Linked DNA regions of Siniperca chuatsi: region 1 is linked to region 2. The links are chromatin contacts, called in public Hi-C maps. All regions are on one chromosome and are shown on one strand. Each heading gives the region's core, a stretch centred on a gene start, on an enhancer-like site or on the middle of the called end of the contact. The rest is flanking DNA. Distances are from core to core; before and after follow the strand shown. Region 1 overlaps LOC122878986 (a long non-coding RNA gene). Region 2 overlaps LOC122878986 (a long non-coding RNA gene).

What was found. Hi-C and Micro-C count contacts between places; a contact is called where the count stands out from the background.
Region 1: a contact with region 2 is called in a Hi-C map of an unstated tissue, with 2.4 times the contacts expected there. The contact joins two enhancer-like sites. A contact is called at or near these places in 2 of 3 Hi-C or Micro-C datasets (skeletal muscle and an unstated tissue).

The regions. Positions count from the first base shown.
Region 1 is chrLG7:4,227,240-4,231,479 of ASM2008510v1, forward strand. The region is part of intron 3 of LOC122878986 (a long non-coding RNA gene); the gene reads left to right. Among protein-coding and RNA genes, the nearest start is that of LOC122878986, 98 kb to the left of the region's middle. Within about 2 kb of position 2,847, the one cell type or tissue checked has an H3K27ac peak away from gene starts, as active enhancers do.
Region 2 is chrLG7:4,157,994-4,162,278 of ASM2008510v1, forward strand. All of the region lies in intron 1 of LOC122878986 (a long non-coding RNA gene), which reads left to right. Among protein-coding and RNA genes, the nearest start is that of LOC122878986, 28 kb to the left of the region's middle. Within about 2 kb of position 2,013, the one cell type or tissue checked has an H3K27ac peak away from gene starts, as active enhancers do.

The DNA of each region.
Region 1 (4,240 bases), core at 1,597-4,096, 70 kb after region 2:
TGGTTGTGTGGAAGAAGTCCGGCTGCTTCAGTCTTGTTGGTGACAGACAGCAGTTGTAACAAATATCAGACACAAAAGGAAAAAGAGTTTGAGATTCAAACACGAGCCTCAGACAGCAGCATCCCAGTCCGTTTACAGGCAGTGAAATCAGATGTCGCAGTGAACAATTATTGTCATAATATTTCCAATCAGCAGACGCACACTGCGTGGAAACTACTGCTGTCAAAATATCTGGCATGTGAAATATTGTGACACTCAGGGAAGAATAGGAAATCTACTGAAAAAGAACAATTACAACAACACAGAAAAGTGTTCACATAATACAGCATGGCTTTTTAAACATAAATTATTTCATTCGCTGCTGAAATCCTGTATTTATTTATTTATTTGCCACACTCAAGGTGAATCTCTACTCATTTCAAACTTTTTAATTAAAAACAGTTCTATTTTTTACTGAAATCCTATTGAAATCAATCACAGCAACTATTGATGCTCAGTCCCTGCGCTCTACAGCTGTCCCCTGATACCAGCTGACATTTTACTGTCAAAGAGAACCCTTTCTTTTGTCTTCTACTCTCTTCATTATAAGAAATATAGTGTGTAAATCCCTAATTTTGCTGTGAATCTCCCGGCAGAAGTGAACAATGTGTGATGAAGCTGGCCTGCCTCTGCTGGATTTCCAGCCTCTAACACTCACACACCAGAGCAGCAGCAGCATGTATGTATTAGCCTTCACATGGTATGTACTGAGAATATACTGAGGCCTGCCTCCCCGTCTACCAGGACATGTGTGCACAGCTGAGGTAATAGGTAGAGGACCAAAACACTGCCCCCTGTTGGTTACCTCTGTGAAGTGTCCAGCTGTCGGAGGGTCAGATTTGGTGACTTGGTGATTTTATGGCTATCCTAAAGTGCGATGTATGCTTGTGTGGTTTTTTTTGATGACTGTGTGTGCATGCCATGTCTCTGTGTGAGAGTGTGTGAGTGTGGCATGATGCAGTAATCCAAACCAGAGCAGAAAGGGCCTGTCTTCTCCTTCATTTCCGTCCCTCTTTCTTTTCCTCATTTTTCTCTCAATCGGATGTACAAATATTGTTTCTTTTGCCATCTCTCTCTCTCTCTCTCTCTCTCTCTCTCTCTCTCTGTGTGGTACCAACAGACTTTTTTACTTTTTGTATTGTACTTTTTTTGGATTTTGTAGATTGTCCCACTTGTTTTCTGTACTTTCATCTCCCAAACCACTCTTAAATTCAAGAAATGTCAGCATTAACTACTGCTGATATACATTTATTTAATACAATACTTAAGTGATATTATTGCATGTTTCTTAGTGGCATTTCCCTGCATTTTTATTGCACTTTTCTTGTTTTGTTATTTCAAGGTCAGCAATTTGAGTTTCATCTCTAAATTTGAGATAAAATTGAGTATTTGAATTCATAGTTTTAATAGTGTCCTACAAAAAAAGACAAGAAAAGAAAATAGAATATCAAATACATTTTTAAATACTACTACTACTACAAATAATAATAACAATTCTTTATCAGTCGTTATCAGTCTAACCCCATTACAAACACCTTCTTTCTAAACCTTTATTTTCATCATCATCGTTCCCATAGCAATGACCCCCATGACCTCTGCAACGCCTGTCCCCTTCTTCCCATCAATCAGATGTGACAGCTGTCAATCAATCACTCTGGCCAACAGCGCCGCTGCTTCAGCCATCTAGCGAGTGTGTCCTGCGTGTCACCCTGCCCTGCTCAGTGTACACACACACACACACACACACACACACACACACACACACACACACACACACAGCATCCTCACTGTATGTTTGTTTTCTACCTCTCAGGCTCTGTGGGCCCGGTGCTGTGTGCTTATTTGCAGTCCTGCTGCTGTTTTCTCGATGCGTGGGCCAGCGTGACAGATCTGGGTCTTTATTGATGTACTACTTGGCTAGCTGGGGCTGGTTCCTGGCCATTACCAGCACATTACGAATACGTGAAGAGAGTGAAATGGGATCGGTAAATCAATGGCGAGCTGTCAATTAACCTGGATGCAAAGTTTAGCATTCACCATGTCGACAAAATTCTGCACTCAAATTAATCTAAAGTATTTCTATTCCATAGCCACGAAAAATCCTCCTCTTAAGTATTTTCTGTTTGTGCATAGTTGGCGTATTTCTGCACCTATCTTCCTATGTGTGTGTGCACACATGCCTCAGTATGCACATGCGTGTGTGTGTGCAGACGTGTGAGCCTTTTGTCTGTCTGCTTCGGGCTCTCACCGTCAAAGCATGTTAATATTAGCGCCTCGCCGAAGACTGGCTCTATCTGGACACCAAGCAGGTGATAAATGAGGATAGCTGCACTCTGTGTGTGTGTGTGTGTGTGTGTCAACAGGGAGATTTTAAAATTGGTAGCGTCAGTGTTTTTGCACGCTTGGGGGTATGGATCCAGATGCATGGTTTTCTCCAGCAACTGCAGCTGTACAGAGATAGAAAAACGGCACAATGCACCGTCTGCCAGACAGCAGTCAAAGAGGATTGGAGATTAGCCGGGGTGCAGACACAGTCGGTCGATCAGTCAGTCAGGGAGGGAGGGAGCAGAAGAAAAGCAAGAGGGCAGTGTAGTCCCGGGGATGTTCCCCCCCCCCTTCCCAGCCTCTCTGGGCCCTGTCGCTGATTTGAGCACAGTCGGTTGTACGTCGCCGCTCTCCTTCTCTACTCCATATGTCCCTCCCCCCATCATCTCTTTCTCTCCTTCCTCCCTCCCTCTCTCTCTCTCTCTCTCTCTCTCTCTCTCTCTCTCTCTCCTCTCTCACACACACTCACTCACTCATGAGCCTGGGGGAGCCAGTGGAGATTAAATGTAGCCTCTATAAGCCAAAGCACATCATGTAGCAATGTTTCTATGGTCCCTTCTCTCCACACTCCTCCTCTCTCTCTCTCTGTCTCTCCTTCCTTTTCTGAAGGGACGGTGTGAATGATGTCGGCTCATGTGAGACACAGAATAAGAGAAAAGAAAGAAAAAAGAAAGAGAGTGCAAGTGGACTGGAAAAGTGGATTTTTTTTGCATGCATGCAGAAGAGAACAGAGGATTTGTTTTATGGTTGGAAAACGGACAACGGCAAGGTGGAAAAAAACAACGAAAGGAGGACTACTTTCTCTCTACCTCCCTCCCTCGCTCCCTCCCCTCCCCCTCCCCCCCTCCTCACCTTTCTCTCTCTCTGATACAGAGGAAAAGTGGGCCTCTGGCTGTAAGCGATTACAGCTGTGAGGCAAATTAATGGATAATGGATAATGATATTTCTCTCCCCCTTTTTTCCTTTTAAAAAATGTTTTTTTTTCTCCTACCGATCAACACGGGAAAGAAAAAAGAGCCAGAGGGGGGAAAGAAAGAGTAAAAGAAAGATTGAGAGAAAGAGGTGGAGGACCAATATTGGGGAAAAGGAGAGTGAGGGGGGGGGGTTATGGTTTTTTCCTGTCTTCCCTCCTTTCCAGCTCTGCATGTGATTGAAAGAGAGAGAAAACAATGCGAGGGAAAAGGGCGAGGAGAAAGCGGAGCGAGACAAGAGATCAGCAGGCGCATTCGTTTTGTCCTTTAACTTGGAGTTGTGTGTGTGAGAGAGAGAGCGAGTGAGCGAGAGTGTGTGTGTGTATGTGTGTGTGCATTTTTCCCCTCACCAACCTGCTTTGGTCCTGCAGGTTTGGATAAAAAAGTAAGTAGAGGCTTGGGTGCAAGGAAATGCAAATGAGTGTGTCACTGTTTTGTGCAAGCAATACATGCATGTGTGTGTATGTGAGTGAGCGAGTGAGTGTGCGCGCGCACCCCCTCCCTCCCTTTGGTGAGGCAGCATACTGGTATGCTTCACTGGCACTGTGGCCCTGGCTGCAAGCACTGATTCTGTGGCTCGATACTCACCCTTTTATTTTACCTCTCTCTTTTTCTCACTCTCTCTCTATGTCTCTCACTCACTCGCTCACTATCTCTCTCTCACTTTCCCTTGCGTTCTACCTGTTCTATCTAACCTTTAAGTGTCACTTCCTTTCAGCGTTTCGTTTTCTGGGAAGAGGGATCGACTCTCTCGCGACTCTCCTCCCCAGACTGCTCACTCTCGCTGTGTGTGTGTGTGTGTGTGTGTGTGTGTGTGTGTGAGTGAATAGGAGCTAGAGAGTGCAGAGATAGAGGGAGAGAGAGTGTGCACATGGTTCATTCCGACTCGGTCCTACCACCCATCC
Region 2 (4,285 bases), core at 763-3,262:
CTCCACAGCAGATGAAAGTCCTGGCCTTTTTAATGTACTCTATAGAAGTCCTTTTACTTTGACAAGGTAACAGTAACATGACGTCCTGCTGTCAGTGTGCATTTGTGCAACAGTCTTTAGATTTGAAAAGTTTGGGGAAATCCTGGTCAAATGACAGTCAGCTCTCCGAGACAAAAGTTCAAGCCATGACTCAGCCTCTCTCTGGTTTGACTAGATGTCAAACTGTAGTTGGTCTGCTCTCTGTTTGAATGATTAGTTAAATATAGAAGCTGGAGCTGTTACACACTTACAGTGGTGATATTCAGAAATCAAATGCCTGCTGTGTCAGGATTGGCCAGAGGTTTCAGATTTGAATCTAGTGAAAGATCCCTAAACTTTAGTCTGGCGTTGTTGTGTCTGCATATTTTGCTCTTTTGCAACGAGTGTTGCTATGCAGCAGTCTGGGGACAAATTGATTATTCAGTCCGGAGCCCAGACAGCCAATTGTCTCCTGCTCTGCTTTGATTCGCTGAAATGTCATTCTGACTGATGCCAGCAGTGATGATTTCCTCAGTGGCACAGTAAACACTAAATATTTACTGTCTGAATAGTCACCGGCTAAATCTGATTTAAATGGTAATATTTGTATCAAAGTGGTCTGGAAAATAACTGGCCGGCACAGTGTGGCATATATATGGAAACACCTTTTCTGTGTTTAGTACTTTCTTATTGTCACACGTGTGTGGGAGAAAATCTGGTTTCTGTAGCTTTAAACTGACAGTGTGATTACACTGGTTTGTAGAGCCACTTTGATTTCTTATTTTATTGTCTGCATTGTAAAAACCTCTGACAAAATTGCACTATATACTCATTATGATTATTATTTTAGAACAAATTAGTTTTCCAAAATTTCCATTTTCATTTAATATTATAGGTTATAAACTATAAATACTGAAGACACGATGACGTGATTTTCAGTGATTTCTAAATGTCTCAAAGCAGCGTCTGTCCGTCAGCAGTCTGCAGGAGTTACCGGCTGTACTGCAGTTTCTGTGTTGCACCAGCAGATGGGGAAAGGAAACGTCTTTATGGGAAGAATGAAAGTATGTGCAGCAGCATAGTGGGAGATGATTGCAGGGCTCACGGTCTCAGCTCTGACCGCTCGCCGGTTTGCTGTTGTTTGATGAGACAAAACTTTTGTCTGTGTGGTTGATGTCAAAATTACAACGGATATTTGAATCTTTAAAAATGCATGGGTTCAGTTCCAGTTCTAATTTTTCTGTTTTTGGAATTCAGCTGCTGTTGCAGATTATTTACTGATGTTTCCTGTAAAGAAAAGGTAGAAAATGAACATATCATGTGCTTTTGTTGTAAGCAGTAAAATACATTTTCTTGTTAAATCATTGTTTTGTACAATTTAATGATAAATACTTTGCTGCAAACAGTTTCTCTACAAAACATTCTTGGTCTTTAAAAGTAAAGAAATGGGTTTTTTCTTGTTGACATGTATTTATCTTTATTTTAAATGTAAATACAATATGAATCAATTCAAATCTTTAAAACTTAATCATTTAAATTATAACTGACAAAAATTCAAAATACAGCACTCTAAAATTGTTTGTTAGCTTCTTTCTAAACAATTAAATAAAAAGCAAATTGCAAAGTTTTTAAGAGCTGCATGTTATTTGGTATGAAATTGACATTTCTTAATGTCTTTAATTAAACCAAAATCTGAGTCTACTTTTAAAAGAATTGTTAATTATTATTTGATTAAAATCTTGCAATAATTCACTGGTTATACTCAGTAGACCAAAAAAATAAATCATAATTCAATTCTTGGTCTTTTTCCTTTTATTTTAAAGCACCAGAGCCCAAATGCCCTCTTAAAAAAAACTTTTATTTTAGATTTATTTAATCCCCCTCCATATTTTCAAAAGTTTGGAAGTGACATACATTAATAATGCAGGTGAAATCGCCCCTGGAGTGATACGACACTTTCAAATTTCAGCTTTAATACTCTGATTTTGATAACAGCTGCGGCACACGGCCCTCCGTCGTCGAAGGTGGATGAAGTTCAAGGTGGCACTACACAGCTACAGAATAACTGACACACACACTCTCACTAACTCAAACACACACACACTCCCTCCCTGAAAGGAGTGTCTCCGGGAGATGATTTCCTTCCCTGCGCGTCGTCCCCCTCGCACCCCCCGCCCCACCCCCACCCCTCGTCCCCCCGCCCTCCCTCCTCTCTGCTACCAGTGTAAACACAGTGTTCCAGAGGAATGTTGGACTCCCTGACCTCCACTGCAGTTCACTCGGTTCAGCCTGGCCGCGCTGTGCTCCAGCATCAGCAGCAGCAGCCCCCACCTCCCCTCCCCCTCCAGAGCCCCTTCACTCCACTCTCTCTATTCTTCCCCGCCTTGCCTCGCTCCTTCTCCTCATCTCGCCTCTCCTCCTCTTCTTCCTCCTCCTTTTTTTCTTACCCCCTTTTTTCTTTCTTGTCCTTGTCCCTCACCACAAACACCACCCCCCAAACCCCGCCACCCCCGCAACCTCTTTTTTCTTTCCCCTTGTTCCCCTTTCTCCCTTCTTCCTCAGTACCCCGCCACTATTTCTGTCTTTCCCCATGCATTCCCACTTGTGTTGTTCACCTCACAGTCATTTCACAGAATAACGGTGGACTGTGTCTCTTTTCTACGTTCTTCTTTATGTCTGGTTCAGTTCACTGACTTGATTTGCACATCAGAATCCAAACAGACGTGATTTGGACTGAAAACCTTCAGCAATAGTGAAACCAGGATTGAGAACATGTAGGAGGTGTAGTAACCATATTCTACATACAAACATGCTAAATGCACTCATGTTTCCTGTGTGTCAAATACACACACCTTGCTCAGACGCCATTGTGTGCAAAGCCTTGCACATGCACAGCCCACCTCTGCACACCGAGACCACCCTCCCGCCCCATTTTAATCCTCCACCCCACTCCCACCCCACCTCAGCCCACAATGGACTGCGGTTCCTAGAAACAGGATGCTGAGATCCAGAGGCTTTAGTGTCGCTGCACTGCGAGGTGTCTGAGGGAACAGAAAGCAAAGGGTTACAAGTGCATCCGACCACTCGTCGGTTTGATTACCGAGGTAACAAGATGGCCAGAGCAGACATGTGCTGCTCACAGTTTTCCCTGACTGTGGCGTTTTCAGCGCGCCGAGGTTCAGGGGGTTTAATTGCTGCAGGATAGAGCAGATTATAAATACATGCAGCCGGTCATCGCAGGTCGCGCTGAATGCGAACCTCTGGGGGAATCAGAGACTGTTTATATACGTGTAATAGATGCTGCTAGTGCTGCAGGGGCTACACAGGGGCAGCCGCGTCCCAGCCGGCAAATCAGCCGACCAGTTTTATAGCCAGTCAGCCAGTCTGTCAGGCTGCCAGCTAACCTGACCAGCAGGGTCAGCAGCCAGCCAGCCAGCAGATAAGCACAGAGAGCATGATGAATATAGATAGAGTGATTGTGTGGGGCCTCTTTTTTCAGGTCATGGCTGCCCATTTTTAGCAGGCAAACCAAATCCACTCACACTCAAAAGCATTAGTGCAAATTCATGCATTTACATTTGACTGGACAGTTTTACATCTTTAAATTACTTTAACTCTTTCTAACTTAAGAACGCACACGCTGCGAGGTGCGGACCAATGAGAGCTTAAATGCAAGCAATGCTAGAACAAGTATTCAGATCTTTTACTTAAAGGTCCAGTGTGGAGGATTTAGTGGCATCTAGCGGTGAAATTGCAGTTTGCAACCATTTGCAAACCGCTCGCATCGCCCTCCCCTTCCAAGCGCGTAGGAGAAATTACGGTGGCCGCGAAAGTCACGAAAAAATGCAAACGGCCCTACAGCCTGCAGTCAGCATCTTCTGGTTAGGCTCTCTCAGTGTTCATCATTCAAGAGGTTTTTACTGGAAGCTGAATTATCCGCAGAGGTACAAACGGACCAGGTGATTCAAACCGGTAAAAACACTGAAGAAAGCAGTTTCACGTTAAAAATCAGTGTTTCTCCGACGCTGTTCGGCGGACACAGGACGTCCCGGAGGGGCCGAGCTACCGCTAACGTTTGCTCAGCTTGTTTGTCTGATAACTTAAGATCCATCTAATGACTAAAATCCTTCATCCGGTTAAAATATATAGTTAAAAACAACCAAACTGGATAAAAAGTCAATTTATGACAGAAGACAACCACGACGCTAACGCATGCGGGTCTGACACCACTGACAGTCGACCAAAACGCACCGCTACCTTGATTAAA